Linked DNA regions of Mus musculus: all the other regions are linked to region 1. Evidence: chromatin contacts called from public HiChIP or PLAC-seq data. All regions are on one chromosome and are shown on one strand. Each heading gives the region's core, a stretch centred on a gene start, on an enhancer-like site or on the middle of the called end of the contact. The rest is flanking DNA. Distances are from core to core; before and after follow the strand shown. Region 1 overlaps Gm41361 (a long non-coding RNA gene). Region 2 overlaps Dnal4 (dynein, axonemal, light chain 4). Region 3 holds the start of Sun2 (Sad1 and UNC84 domain containing 2).

What was found. HiChIP or PLAC-seq counts read pairs in DNA pulled down with a chosen protein or histone mark.
Region 2: an HNF4G HiChIP or PLAC-seq map of pancreatic cancer cells shows a contact between it and region 1. The contact joins two enhancer-like sites. A contact is called at or near these places in 5 of 39 promoter capture datasets (the C10 cell line, embryonic stem cells, hematopoietic stem and progenitor cells and 2 more), 3 of 484 Hi-C or Micro-C datasets (cortical neurons and embryonic stem cells), 5 of 115 datasets of contacts at active chromatin or transcription factors (the NIH/3T3 cell line, embryonic stem cells, forebrain and 2 more) and 2 of 9 other capture datasets (embryonic stem cells and liver).
Region 3: a FOXA1 HiChIP or PLAC-seq map of pancreatic cancer cells shows a contact between it and region 1. The contact joins the promoter of Sun2 here to the enhancer-like site in region 1. A contact is called at or near these places in 2 of 39 promoter capture datasets (hippocampal neurons and stem cell-derived epiblast-like cells), 1 of 484 Hi-C or Micro-C datasets (embryonic stem cells) and 4 of 115 datasets of contacts at active chromatin or transcription factors (effector CD8 T cells, embryonic stem cells, memory CD8 T cells and 1 more).

Annotation. Positions count from the first base shown.
Region 1 is chr15:80,034,937-80,038,734 of GRCm38.p6, forward strand. All of the region lies in intron 2 of Gm41361 (a long non-coding RNA gene), which reads left to right. Among named protein-coding and RNA genes, the nearest start is that of Gm41361, 4.8 kb to the left of the region's middle. Within about 2 kb of position 2,530, at least 36 of the 459 cell types and tissues checked have an H3K27ac peak or open chromatin away from gene starts, as enhancers often do. A contact at or near this core is called in pancreatic cancer cells, where this site is marked.
Region 2 is chr15:79,763,263-79,766,992 of GRCm38.p6, forward strand. It overlaps Dnal4 (dynein, axonemal, light chain 4), which reads right to left. Exons shown (of 4, transcript NM_017470.2): 2 at 1,554-1,759; 3 at 248-331. The coding sequence starts at 1,622. Among named protein-coding and RNA genes, the nearest start is that of Dnal4, 9.3 kb to the right of the region's middle. Within about 2 kb of position 1,914, at least 81 of the 459 cell types and tissues checked have an H3K27ac peak or open chromatin away from gene starts, as enhancers often do. A contact at or near this core is called in pancreatic cancer cells, where this site is marked.
Region 3 is chr15:79,739,980-79,743,785 of GRCm38.p6, forward strand. It overlaps Sun2 (Sad1 and UNC84 domain containing 2), which reads right to left and starts at 2,557. Exons shown (of 18, transcript NM_001205345.1): 1 at 2,360-2,557. Gm16576 (predicted gene 16576) reads left to right here and starts at 2,719. Exons shown (of 4, transcript NR_045069.1): 1 at 2,719-2,932; 2 at 3,104-3,251.

The sequences.
Region 1 (3,798 bases), core at 1,280-3,779:
AGACTGGAGGAGGAGCAAATACAGAGGCCCAGTGGTGGGGACAGTTTGCTCATTAAAGAAGAGGACAAGGGGGAAGTGAGCAAGGAGGTCAGTGGCAGGGGATGTGTCAGACAAGCCAGGGTACTGCCTGCTTCCCAATTCCCTCCCCACTGTGTGACCTTTGGCCCCACCTACCTCTCACTCTAGCCTGGATTTCCCCTTCCCTTTGTGGGTGGGAAGGCAGCAGCTACATCCTTTCCTAGATGGTGCCCTGGGTGGCCTCATCCATCCTTCCAGAGAGGTGTGGGGACCCCAGCAGCCACTGTCCCTGCAGCTCCCTCTCTCTTTTGTTGTTCACAGCTTCCTAGGAGCTTAGGACTCACAACACAGAGCTTAGGACTCACCCAGCCTACAGTGTCCCTCCTGCCCTTCTCTGGCTAATCAGACCTGTTCTGTGCCCTGGTCATCCTGGGGTAGGAACAGAGGGTGAGTCTTAATGTCTATCCCCCAAGGACTGGCACAGGACTGGTCTCTGAGAAGCATCTTGATGGACGGACATGAACGGATTGGGCACTGTGTCAGAACAAGAAACCAGGGTCCCCCTGATAGTTGACTGCGCTCATGTTCATGGGCAAAGAGCTCCTTCCCTAATTTAGGAGTCTAGAGCCACGCTGGGCCCCCACATTAATCTGCAGGGACCTTGGGAAGCCTTGGGCTTTATGAGAACAGAGAAGTTAGAAGAGTCTCAGCTCTCAAAGCACAAGCCCCAAGGTTGGATGTGGAGCGCACAGCCTGGGTCAAAGCCTGGCCTTGGTCACTGTCAGCTGTGTGATGTCATATGATTTACTTTAATATCTCTGAGCTTGTTTCTATGGCTGAATGGGCTGAGCCTTAGTGTCTATCTCAAGGATTCCCGAGTGTTTATGGGATGATGCAACAGAAACACTATCACACAGGAGTCAAAGTTAAGTCTTAGGGGTGTGTGTGTGTGTGTGTGTGTGTGTGTGTGTGTGTGTGTGTGTGTGTGTAAGTTGTGTATGTGGGGGGGATGGTGTGAGGGGGTAGGTTGTATGTGGGTGTGTGGTATATGTGTGTATGTGTGTGTGGTGTGTATGTGTGTGGTGTATGTATGGTGTATGTGTATGGTATGTGTGTGTATATGTGTGTGGGGTGTATGTGGTATGATTGTGTGTATGTGTGTGTGGTGTATATATGTGTGGCACGTGTGTTTATGTGGTGTGTGTATATGTGTGTGTGATGTATGTGTTTGTATATGTGGGGGGATTGTGTGTATGTGTGTTGTATGTGTGTTTGTTTGTATGAATGGGTTTGTATAAGGGGGTGTTTGTGTGTGTATATGAATAGGGGGTATGATATGTATGTGTGTGGAATATATGTATGATGTATGAGTGTGTGTGTGTTCAGGAATCAGACATGCCTGTACCTAATAACTGCAGCAGAGCAGCAGACTGGCTGTATCCCAGGCTGCTGTTCTGAGGTTTCTACAGTGTCTGGAAGTGCAGGAAGACACGTTGGCAGTGTGGCAGTGACAGGCATCGCTAGCTGAGAGCATGCTTGTTCAGGATGTGTGTGGCCTGTCTGTACACAGGGTCTCTGTGGACATCCACACTGCTACCCAGAGGCAGCCTCCACTCTGCCCTCATGCCCACCTTCTGCAAGCAGATTGTATCACTGAGAACTGAGAGGGACTCCGAGGACAAAAGTTCTCAGTGGTGTGAGCCTCTAGAGCCCTGGGGACAGCCTTGCACACACACACTCTACTCCAGGGACAGGGCTGGAAACAATGTAGAATAGACAGGAGAGGTGTCAGCGACACCAGTGCAAAGAACAGCCTCTTGTACCCTTGTCCCTGACTACAAGGGCATGGGGACACTTAGAGCATTTATGGACCCACAGTCCTCAGTGCAAAGCCTTCAGAGCAGGGACACCGAGGAACAGGGACGTTAAGTTACTCTCACCTAAGGTCACACAGATGTAAAGGAGAAACCAGGATTCTGATTCCTGACTGTGTGCCTCAACTCCCTCCCAGCGCCCCCAGGATGTGATTCTGGAAGCTACCCCATTTCCACCTCCTAGGACTCCCTGGCGAGACACTGACATCGTTCTGAGTGTCTGGTGGCAGAATAGCTCTTCTAGAGAACACAATAACGACACTATTTAGGCCACTCTCTCATCCTGTTCTTTGCCCTAACCCATTGGGCAGAAATGACTACTGAGTCACAAAGCACTTGTCCAGGAACACAAAGGCTGTTCTGATTCTGAGCCTTGGGCCACCTCCAAACCCAGAACTGGGCCCCCGGATGCCAGTTCCCCTAGCACCTGGGCAGATCGTGGTTGCTCACCCCCAAAGTCTAAATTCTCGTTTTTAATTTGACTATAAAAGGCATGATACATGGGTGCTTGGGAAACTCTGAAAAATGCAGAAAAGTCAAAATAAGGAAGAAAGCTCACCACCCATAGCCCCACCCCCGGGCTCAGTCATTGTTAGGGCTTGATGTATTTCCGTCCATAGTGTTCTGTTTGACGACTGTTTTAAAAAAGCACAGCTGAGATCACACTGTATATTAAAGGGGGGAGGAGCCCACAGTAGTATCCTGCTTTTCTGGCCCGCCATTTTTATCCCAGGCTCTTTTTTGGGCGATTTTACCTCCGGCCTGGCTTCCTTTCCCTGTCTCAGAACCTCATTTCTATTGGCTGCCTAATATTTTATCAAGTGAAAGTTCCATGGTTGACTTAGCCGTTCCCTTGTTGATGGACACCTCCATTATTTCCAGTTTGGGGGAGTGACAGATAATGAGCCGTGTGTGATTGGTATCTTTGTATGGAAAGTGTCCTGTTTTCCACAGCTAGGGCTAGCTCCTTAGCTGGAATGGAATTCCTGGGTTGGTGACTCATGTGTGCCCTGGAACCCTTGGCCCAATAGCCTCCCAGAGGACCTGGCCATCCATGCCTGCTCAACCCAGAGGTGGCCAGAGTGCCTGCGGCAGCTTGGACTGTGGGCAGAGCTGTTCCACTTCTTCTTCTGCAGCTCATTTGTCTCCTCCAGTCAATCTCACCCTGTTCACTCTCATTCTGCTCAGTCTCTCATTCTGATGCATAAGGGGAAACCAGGCACAGGTTTAGACTCCAGGATACTTCAGGGACCTGACCATAGAAAAGAAGGGAGAGAAGAAAGGGCATGAGCAGAAGGAAGGCCCAGAAGACACTGGACCTGAAATTTGGTTATATGCAAATCAAGGTGTTTTGTGGCTCACCATCTCATTTGCATGCCTCCCCAGGAGAGTAGGCAGGCAGAAGTAACATAGACTTGCTTTAAAACTTGATGGAAACCAGGCAGTGGTGGCTGGCGCACGCCTTTAATCCCACCCAACACTTGGGAGGCAGAGGCAGGCAGATCTCTGAGTTTGAGGCCAGCCTGGTCTACAGAATGAGTTCCAAAACAAACAAACAAACAAACAAAACAAAACTTGATGGAAACTGAGCAGTAATGTAGCACACACTTTTGATTCCAGCACACAGGAGGCTGAGGCAGGTGGATCGCCAGGAGTTCCAAGGCCAGCCTGATCTACAGAGTAAGTATCAAGACAGTCAGGGATATACAGAAAAATCCTGTCTCAAAAAACAAACAACAAACAAACAAAAAGGAAGGGGCTAGAGAGAAAGCTTAATAAGAATATATAGGGGGCTTGAGTGGTTACTGTTTATAATGAGCATGGTTTAAAAAAATGCCTTTTAGACATGTAAAAATAGCTTAGTCAGGATCTCCACTACACGCAAGGCACACCCGATAACCAGAAC
Region 2 (3,730 bases), core at 664-3,163, 270 kb before region 1:
ACTTGAAGAGTCCTGGGCAGAGGTGATATGGAGACCCTACTGGCCTCCCTCCTTCAGGGGCTAGGTGTGGCCCTTGGTACCCTGGCTAGAACCGCCCTCTTCTCTCACTCGCCTTCCAGAATAGGGACCACCTCTAAACAAGGCTCTAGCTTTGTTCCAGCAGGACTGTGGACCTGGCTACAGGAGCCATCCTAACACACACAGGGTCCCCAGAGGCACGAGGGGCCACCTGCACTGATGCCAATACCTCATTGTTGTTGGAGAATTTCTCACAGGCTGTGACACACAGCTCCATGGTCTCCACGCGCATCTCCTCTGGCATGTCCGAGTGCTAGAGACAGGGCAGGGGGACAAACAGAGAGAGGCTTAGCTGGGACCTGGCCTTCCTGGACAGCCTCTCAGTTTTAAGCTTACGGTATGGACACTAGGTGGCTTCCCTGGCTCAGCCTTGGGCAAGTGATTTATTCCTGGCTGGGGCCTACAGCTGGGGTGGACCAGGCATGATGGCAATGAGCTACAGGCTCTGAAGCCTGTGCTTCTCTGCCAGGGACATGTGTGGGAGGGAGCCCCACTAGAGGAAGCGGGCTCTCTTTCAGAGTCAGAAGGGATGACCGAGCCATTCCTGGGGCCCTGCTCCCCTCTGCTCCTTGGCTCTTCTTTCTCAGGCAGTGTGCCAGGTTCCTCTTCCTCCCATATGGAGGCTGGGCCTGTTTTCATCCTCAGCCAAGCCTTTCCTCCACACAGCTGTACCTTGCAGGGGTCTGGGTGGGGGTCATCCCCTCCTTGCGCTCTGGTCCCACTGCCCAGGTAAACCTCGCTCCTTGGCTTTCTTGCCCTGGCATCCAGATTCCATCCTTAGTGAGCACCTTGGCCAGGGCCAGCCTCACACCTCCACCACAGGGCATGACTACTGCACCTCAGTCCCTGGGCAATGGGCGGCCTTAGCACTTTCCTCTGAATTCACTCTCCTAAGAACAGCGAGTGATTTTCTAATGACGTGACACCCTACACCTGTCCCCTCACTGCTCCTTGGACCTCAGGACAGAAGCCACATTCTTCACCATATTCCTCAAGTGGCTGCCAGCCAGGCCTACACAGGCTGACCCCACCTCACATCTGCCACTCCTCAGATCAGCAATGTTGGTGACAACAAACTTGTCCCACTCAGCCTCCTCTGCTGGTTGCTCCTTTGAGGGACAGATGGCTCCTCGGGTCCTTGCAAGGCCTGCCACCTAACTTGATGAGGGTCACTGATCTGACTTCTTCCAGGCACTGGCCTCTGTACCAGCTCAGTTTCTCTTTACAGCACATATTGCCCGCCATCTATCTGCCCTGTTGGTCACCATCTCTACAGCACCTAGACCACGCTTGGCATACAGCAGGGAGCCTCAACATAGCTGGTGATTGAATGGATGGATGAAAGAATGAATCACTGTGATGGTTAATGTTTGGGGTGGAGCCAGGCCAGCAGAGCCCTGGTCTCCTCACTGCAAGTTCCACCCACCTGCAGGCAGTGAGGCCCGGTGGCCACTTCCCTCCCTCCTCAGGCTTACCCTGACCAGGGGGAAGGTCTGCAGCCGTTTATAGTCAGCCTCCTCTTTCTTCCCTTCAGTCTCTCCCATGATCCTCCCAGCGTGCCCTCAGGAGGAGAGTAGGGCTTTCAGGAGGTGCTGGGCCCAACAGTTACAGCGCCCCACGGGCTCGGGAAGCAGGCCTTGCCAACTTGGCAGGAGCAGAAAATGTCTTTCCCCAAGGGGTGCTGCAGAAAACAGGAAAAGCAGGAGGGAAGAGTTGGCTTCAAAAACCACACATTACAAATTAGAAATGTCTCAGTGACAATCTGACACCTCCCCATCTCAACGCCTCTGCCTCCTTTCCCAAATGGCCAGCATGTCTGCAGACGGAGGGTGAGTCAACCCGAGATGCTGCAAGAACACACTGTCATTGTCAAGACAGATACTAACTGTGGGCCAGGCCCAGGATGGAGCTGAGAGCTACCAATTAGCAAGGACAGTTTCTGAGTGTCAATGACAGCCTGTCTGGTTTGAAGGAAGCCAAATACACAGGTGATCACTGACAATTGGGGCCTGTCACAAAGTGAGGGGTCCTTTCTGAAGGACCCTGCTCTGCAGAATAGGAACAGTGTGGTGGTGGCCTTCTTGGCACACCAGGTGCCTTGACAGCCCTGCCTCCCCTCCCCAGGCTATTAGGTCCTGTCTCTCTAGCTGGTCCAGGAGCTGGAAGGCCCGGGTGCTGGCACCAGTTCAGCCAATGAGCAGCAGCACAGCCTGGGGCAAAGGAGAGTCCATGCCAAGTGGACTCACCAGTGACTGGGGCCACACCCATGGCAGGGAACTCAATGAGACAGGGCGTGTGAAGCAGGCACCTGGGTGTCAGGCAGGCAGTGGCTGTTCCCATCCTTTGGCCACCAGAGGACTCAATGAGAGTTCTAGACCTTCCCTCATGCCCCACCCAAGACAGGGTTTCCAGACTCTTTCTAGACTCAAGGCCCTCCCTACCAGACCTGGGCATCTGATGATAGGCAGGGCTTTTCAGAGTCAGCTGGACTGCAGCTTAAATGAGCTTCCGGCCTGCAAAAGTCAGGAACAATTTCATTATTCTAGAATGAAATCAAAGGGCTTCCTCTCTCGGGGTCCTGATGTGCATGCGTGCAAAACACTGCAATGACGAACCATCCTCGGCAGTTCACAGAGGACAATCGAGACTATACATCACAGCAGCTTGTCTGAAAGCTAGATCTCATTAGATTCCACCACAAAGCCACTGAACTCCAAGATGCCCAGCATGGTAACCAAGAGGTATAGACACAAATTTTATGACAGCGGCTGTCCAAGCTGGCTTGGAACTTTTGAACTCAAATGATCCTCCTACTTCAGTCTTCAAATAGCTGGGAATACAGACACAGGCCTGGAGAGCAGGTGACATGGGCTAGCTGTCACATGTCAGCCCAGTCCCAGCACTCGGTCTTTGTGCAGTGCTCAATGTTGACTGCCTGAGGTCACTCAGCTCAGGAGGAGCTACTGGCTACAGCGTTACCCTGAACAGCTCCCTCTCTTCATGCACTCGAGCACATGGGTCCTTGCTGCACATGTGACCGTGAGTGTGGCTCAGATGACCTGCAGTGATTTAAGTGCTCCACCTCCTTCCCCGAGCCTGCGGTCCTGGGCTGCGATTTGGCCTGGTAGAGCACTGGGTACTCTCTCCGGCTACACTATACTCTTAATTCACACCTCTCTGATGCTGCCGCCACTGTTGTTCCTCCCTCCCCCCCCCCCGCCCCCCCACTGGTGGATACCCTTGAGCAAGGCTCAGAGCTTGGCATGGACTCCACCATTCCACGACACTGGTGTTTTCTGACTTCACAGGGCACAGATGGCTCCCTTCATCTTCCAACTCTGGGCATTTGTACAAGTTGGGTTTTAGCAGGTTTTGTTTGTCTCTACATAGGAGCTGGCTGTTTACCAAGCACAAGCTCACTGCAGTTTCTGGTCAAATTTCTTGTTCCACGAAATCCAGTGGGCCACTCGTCTCTGCTAACCAGCATTAAAGCCTGTCTGCCATCTTGAGCTCCCAGCTTTAGTAACGCCACTTCACTGGCTCCGGAGCCACCCTCATGCGGCACTGCACGGGGTGCCAGGGCTCTCCACTTTGTTTACCTCTGAAAATCCCAAGTGGAAGCAACTTAAAGTGGGGGAGCAGCTGCTCAGCA
Region 3 (3,806 bases), core at 1,307-3,806, 290 kb before region 1:
CATCTCCCCTCACCCCTGTCTACCTCCTGTCTTGGGATTTACTTAGGACTCCGGGGGCTTCTTCCGTAGCTTTTTTCTCAAGGTTTCCTAATTTATAGGTTGCATGTCTTAACCCTTCTTGGCACTGAATTCTGTGGGAGGCAGAATCGGGCCTTGCCTGACCTCTGAGGTGCAGCAGGGACGGACATTTGACAGGCACTGCTCCCTCCCCACCCCCAGCCAGTGCTTTATTCTCTCTAGCCGTCCGGTCTCATATGCATGGCTCCCTTCCACGGGCAGACGTTCCCTTCCTTTTTTTAAGGATTTGTTTTTATGTGTTTTTCCTGTGTGTATGTCTGTGTGAAGATGTTAGATCCCCTGGTAGAGTTATAGACAGTTATGAGCCAACATGTGGGTGCTGGGAATTGAACCTGGGTCCCCTGATAGAGCAGCCAGTGTTCTTAACCTCTGAGCATCTCTCTAGAACCCACCTTTTCCTTCTTTTTAGTCACAATCTCTGGTTTGCTACATCCCGTGCGGAAACCCTTCCCACCATATTCTGCAGCCCCTCAGCACACTGTGCTGTGACACCTTGATGTGACAATGACAATGATAAATGACTACTAGCTACCTAATTCCTTTCCTACTCATTAATGACCCCAGCACAAGGAAGGCGGCCATCATCACCCATCTACAGGGAAGAACCTGGAATGCTAGCCTGCAGGTGAGAGCCAGGTCTCTCTGCTCAGACCTGACAGGCTGCAGGGCCTGGACATTTGCATTCCATCAGAAGGTTTGCAAGTTGTTTGTTTGGGGAGTGTTACAGCTCCATATAGCATGCACTTGGAACATGGCTGTAAACTGCGTGGTTACATAGCAGTTACACAACCAATATTTGTTAACAGAAGTAAGGCAGGAGGTGGAGCTGTTGTGTGGTCTTGCAGTCAGTCTAGCCTATAGAACAGTTACAGTCACCACATGGGGTGGAGTGAAACTGATAAGAAGACCAAGGTGAAAACAACAAGTGAAGATAAACAAATCTTTCAGGCACGGGACCCAGCTTCAAATCTCAGAATATCAACCCAGGAATCTCACCGAGCCTGGGCTAGCAGGATTACAAAACTTTAGATCCCAAACCCATCCAAAATGAGTTCCTGGTACTTGTGACTTAGTATTGTTTCTGCTATTCCTGGTGGATAGTGACCTCGCATGGTGGGAAACACCCAAACCCAGACCACAGAAACCAGAAGGTCAGGTTCATCCAGCTAGAAAGACAAGTAGCCTCCTGTCTGGGCTAACTGGCATCTTCCCAGGTGGGATGCCCATCTGGCATCTCTCACTCTCTTCGACTGGTGTTGGTAAAGGGACCAAGTGGTAGTAGCCAAAGCAGGAAGTTGCCTTGGTCCTGGGTTGTATTCCAGTCCTTATAAGGTAGTTCCCCCCATGACTGCCACCCCCACCTGACAGCTCCAGATGCCCATATGCTCCACCTCTTAACCCCTGCCCCGCTGTAGCACATGAAGCCTTTGCCAGGGGGGAAAAGAGTGTAACATGTTTATACAGTGCCCACGCCGCTGTTGCAAGAATCTAAACGTTCTGAGTAGGTGGAGAGGTGGGGCACCGAACACTGCCCCGTGTGCCACCTCCCAGCACTCCCAGAGCGGTGTGGACCTTATCTTTATCTTTCATATTCATCCTGTTGTCACAAAATAGTTTGCCACAGCGGCCATCCAGATTACACAAGATGACAAAGGTCTACCGTGGGGAGCCGCTGAGATAGACACTCCTCCATCCCGCCATTAGTTACAAAACCCTCAAATAAAACATACTTTCCTACTGCAGAGCCTTGGTCCCGAAGATTCCCCTATCCTGGGGAATATTATACGTGACATTTCCACTCCATTTCCCCTGGGACACAAAAAAGTGCTCCAGGCGCTCACCCTCTGTCCTGGCTCTAAGTCACACCCCGGAGCGCGCTGGCTTTGTTTTGTTTTGGTTGGGTTTGGCTGTTTTGGAACTGAGCTAAAAGGGCCCTCCCCCGTACCCCATAACTGTGACAGGCAGCGGTGGCGCAGGCTGAGAACTTCCAGTGCCAGGACTCGGCCTGTGGCACAGCCCTGGTCCGGTTTGGGGCGGCTGGGTCTTGGCTGCCCTCCTCCCCGGAGGCTGCTGGGGAAGTCCCGCCTGGGGACAGCGCCCTCCCCGTGACCGCGATGCGTCAGGGCGCCGGCCCGCGAGTGTCCCGGGGCGTGCGTCGCGCAGGGGCTGGAGTGGCCCGGCCTGGCCGGACAGGGAGGCGCAGGCCCGCGCTTTGGCCGGACGGCGACCCGGGTCAGGCGGGCGCGGGGCCGTGGGGAGGCGGGCCCAATCCCTTCTTTACCTTGCGTGGTTCTTCCCGCGTCGGAGTCCCCCGGGCGGCGCCGCGCACTGGGCCGGGCCGGGCCCGGGGCTGGGGCTGAAACGCGCGCGGAGCGGAGACGCGGGACGGCGCGGGGTCGGTGAGCGGACAATGCGGCCGGCAGAGGACCGCGCTGCGCGAGTGGGGCAGGGCGGTGCGCGCGTGGCCGAGTGTGTATGTGTGCGCCTGTCAATCAACGCTGACAGCCCACAAGTCATTGGCCGGGCCCAGCCGGCCCGCCCCGCCCTCTGCCGCCGCCCATTGGTTGATTTGAACACAAAGGCTCCGGCTCGGCCCGCCCTCCGCGTGGGCCCTGTAGTCCGCGCGTGGGAGGCGGGGGCGAGTACGACCTCCAGGCTGTGGGACCCGAGCGTTCCCTCGCGCATCCGTGCCCACGCGCGCGCGGCGCCGGAGCTCTAAAGGCTTTAGGTGCGGGAGCACACAGGGTGTCATGAAATTGGCCCCAGGATAGGGTCCTGACGCGGCCCCGCGCGGGTGGTTTGGACGCTTACCAGCGTCAGCCGTGTCTGCCCATTTTAAAGACGAGGGAAACAGGTCCGTGGAAGTTTTTTTTGTTTCTTATAAAGAACCCACCCAGAGGGGAAGTTGAGTCTAGAAGATTAATACTATTTAATTTTAAGGTTGAATTTTAAATTCCAAGGTGGGCAGGATACCCATCTTCCCGCACCACCTATTTTTGTTGTTGTTTTTGTTTTTCCAAGACAGGATTTTACTGTCACGGAGATCCACCTACCCCTCTGCCTCCCAGGTGCTGAGATAAGAGTGCACCACCATGTCCAGTCAGAAACCCCAAGTTTGACAGCAGCTTTTCTGTTTTAAAGAAGGCTCCATCCACAGCTGGTTGCAAGAGAAGGTAGGGCTGGCAACACGGTTCTCCTACTTTCCTCCCCCTGGGATGAGTTCCTGACTCCACGGACCTGTCCCCTCCCACCACCACCCCATCTCTCTCTCTCTCTCTCTCTCTCTCTCAAACACACACACACCCCGCCCCCAGAAGATAAAGGAGTGCGACTGGGGATAAACCACTTCTGTTCAATATCTTCTAAGGATGATGAGATCCGGTGTCCTTCACTTTAAAATGCCAAGGGGGTGGGGGGAACTGGGACAAGAAAGACAGTGGTGGTTCACGCCTTTAATCCCAGCACTGGGGAGGCAGAGGCAGGCAGATTTCTGAGTTTGAGGCCAGCCTGGTCTACAGAGTGAGTTCCAGGACAGCCAGGGCTATACAGAGAAAGCCTGTCTCGAAAAGAAAAAAAAAAAAAAAAAAAAAAGCTGGTATCCAAAGGCAGTAGGAAACTGAGGAAATACACACACCCTCATTTTGGATTGGTTCCACTGCCAAATAAAACCAGATCCCCTTTCTAGACCTCCATTGTCCCATCTGGAAATGAGATGCTGTCTACCCTTA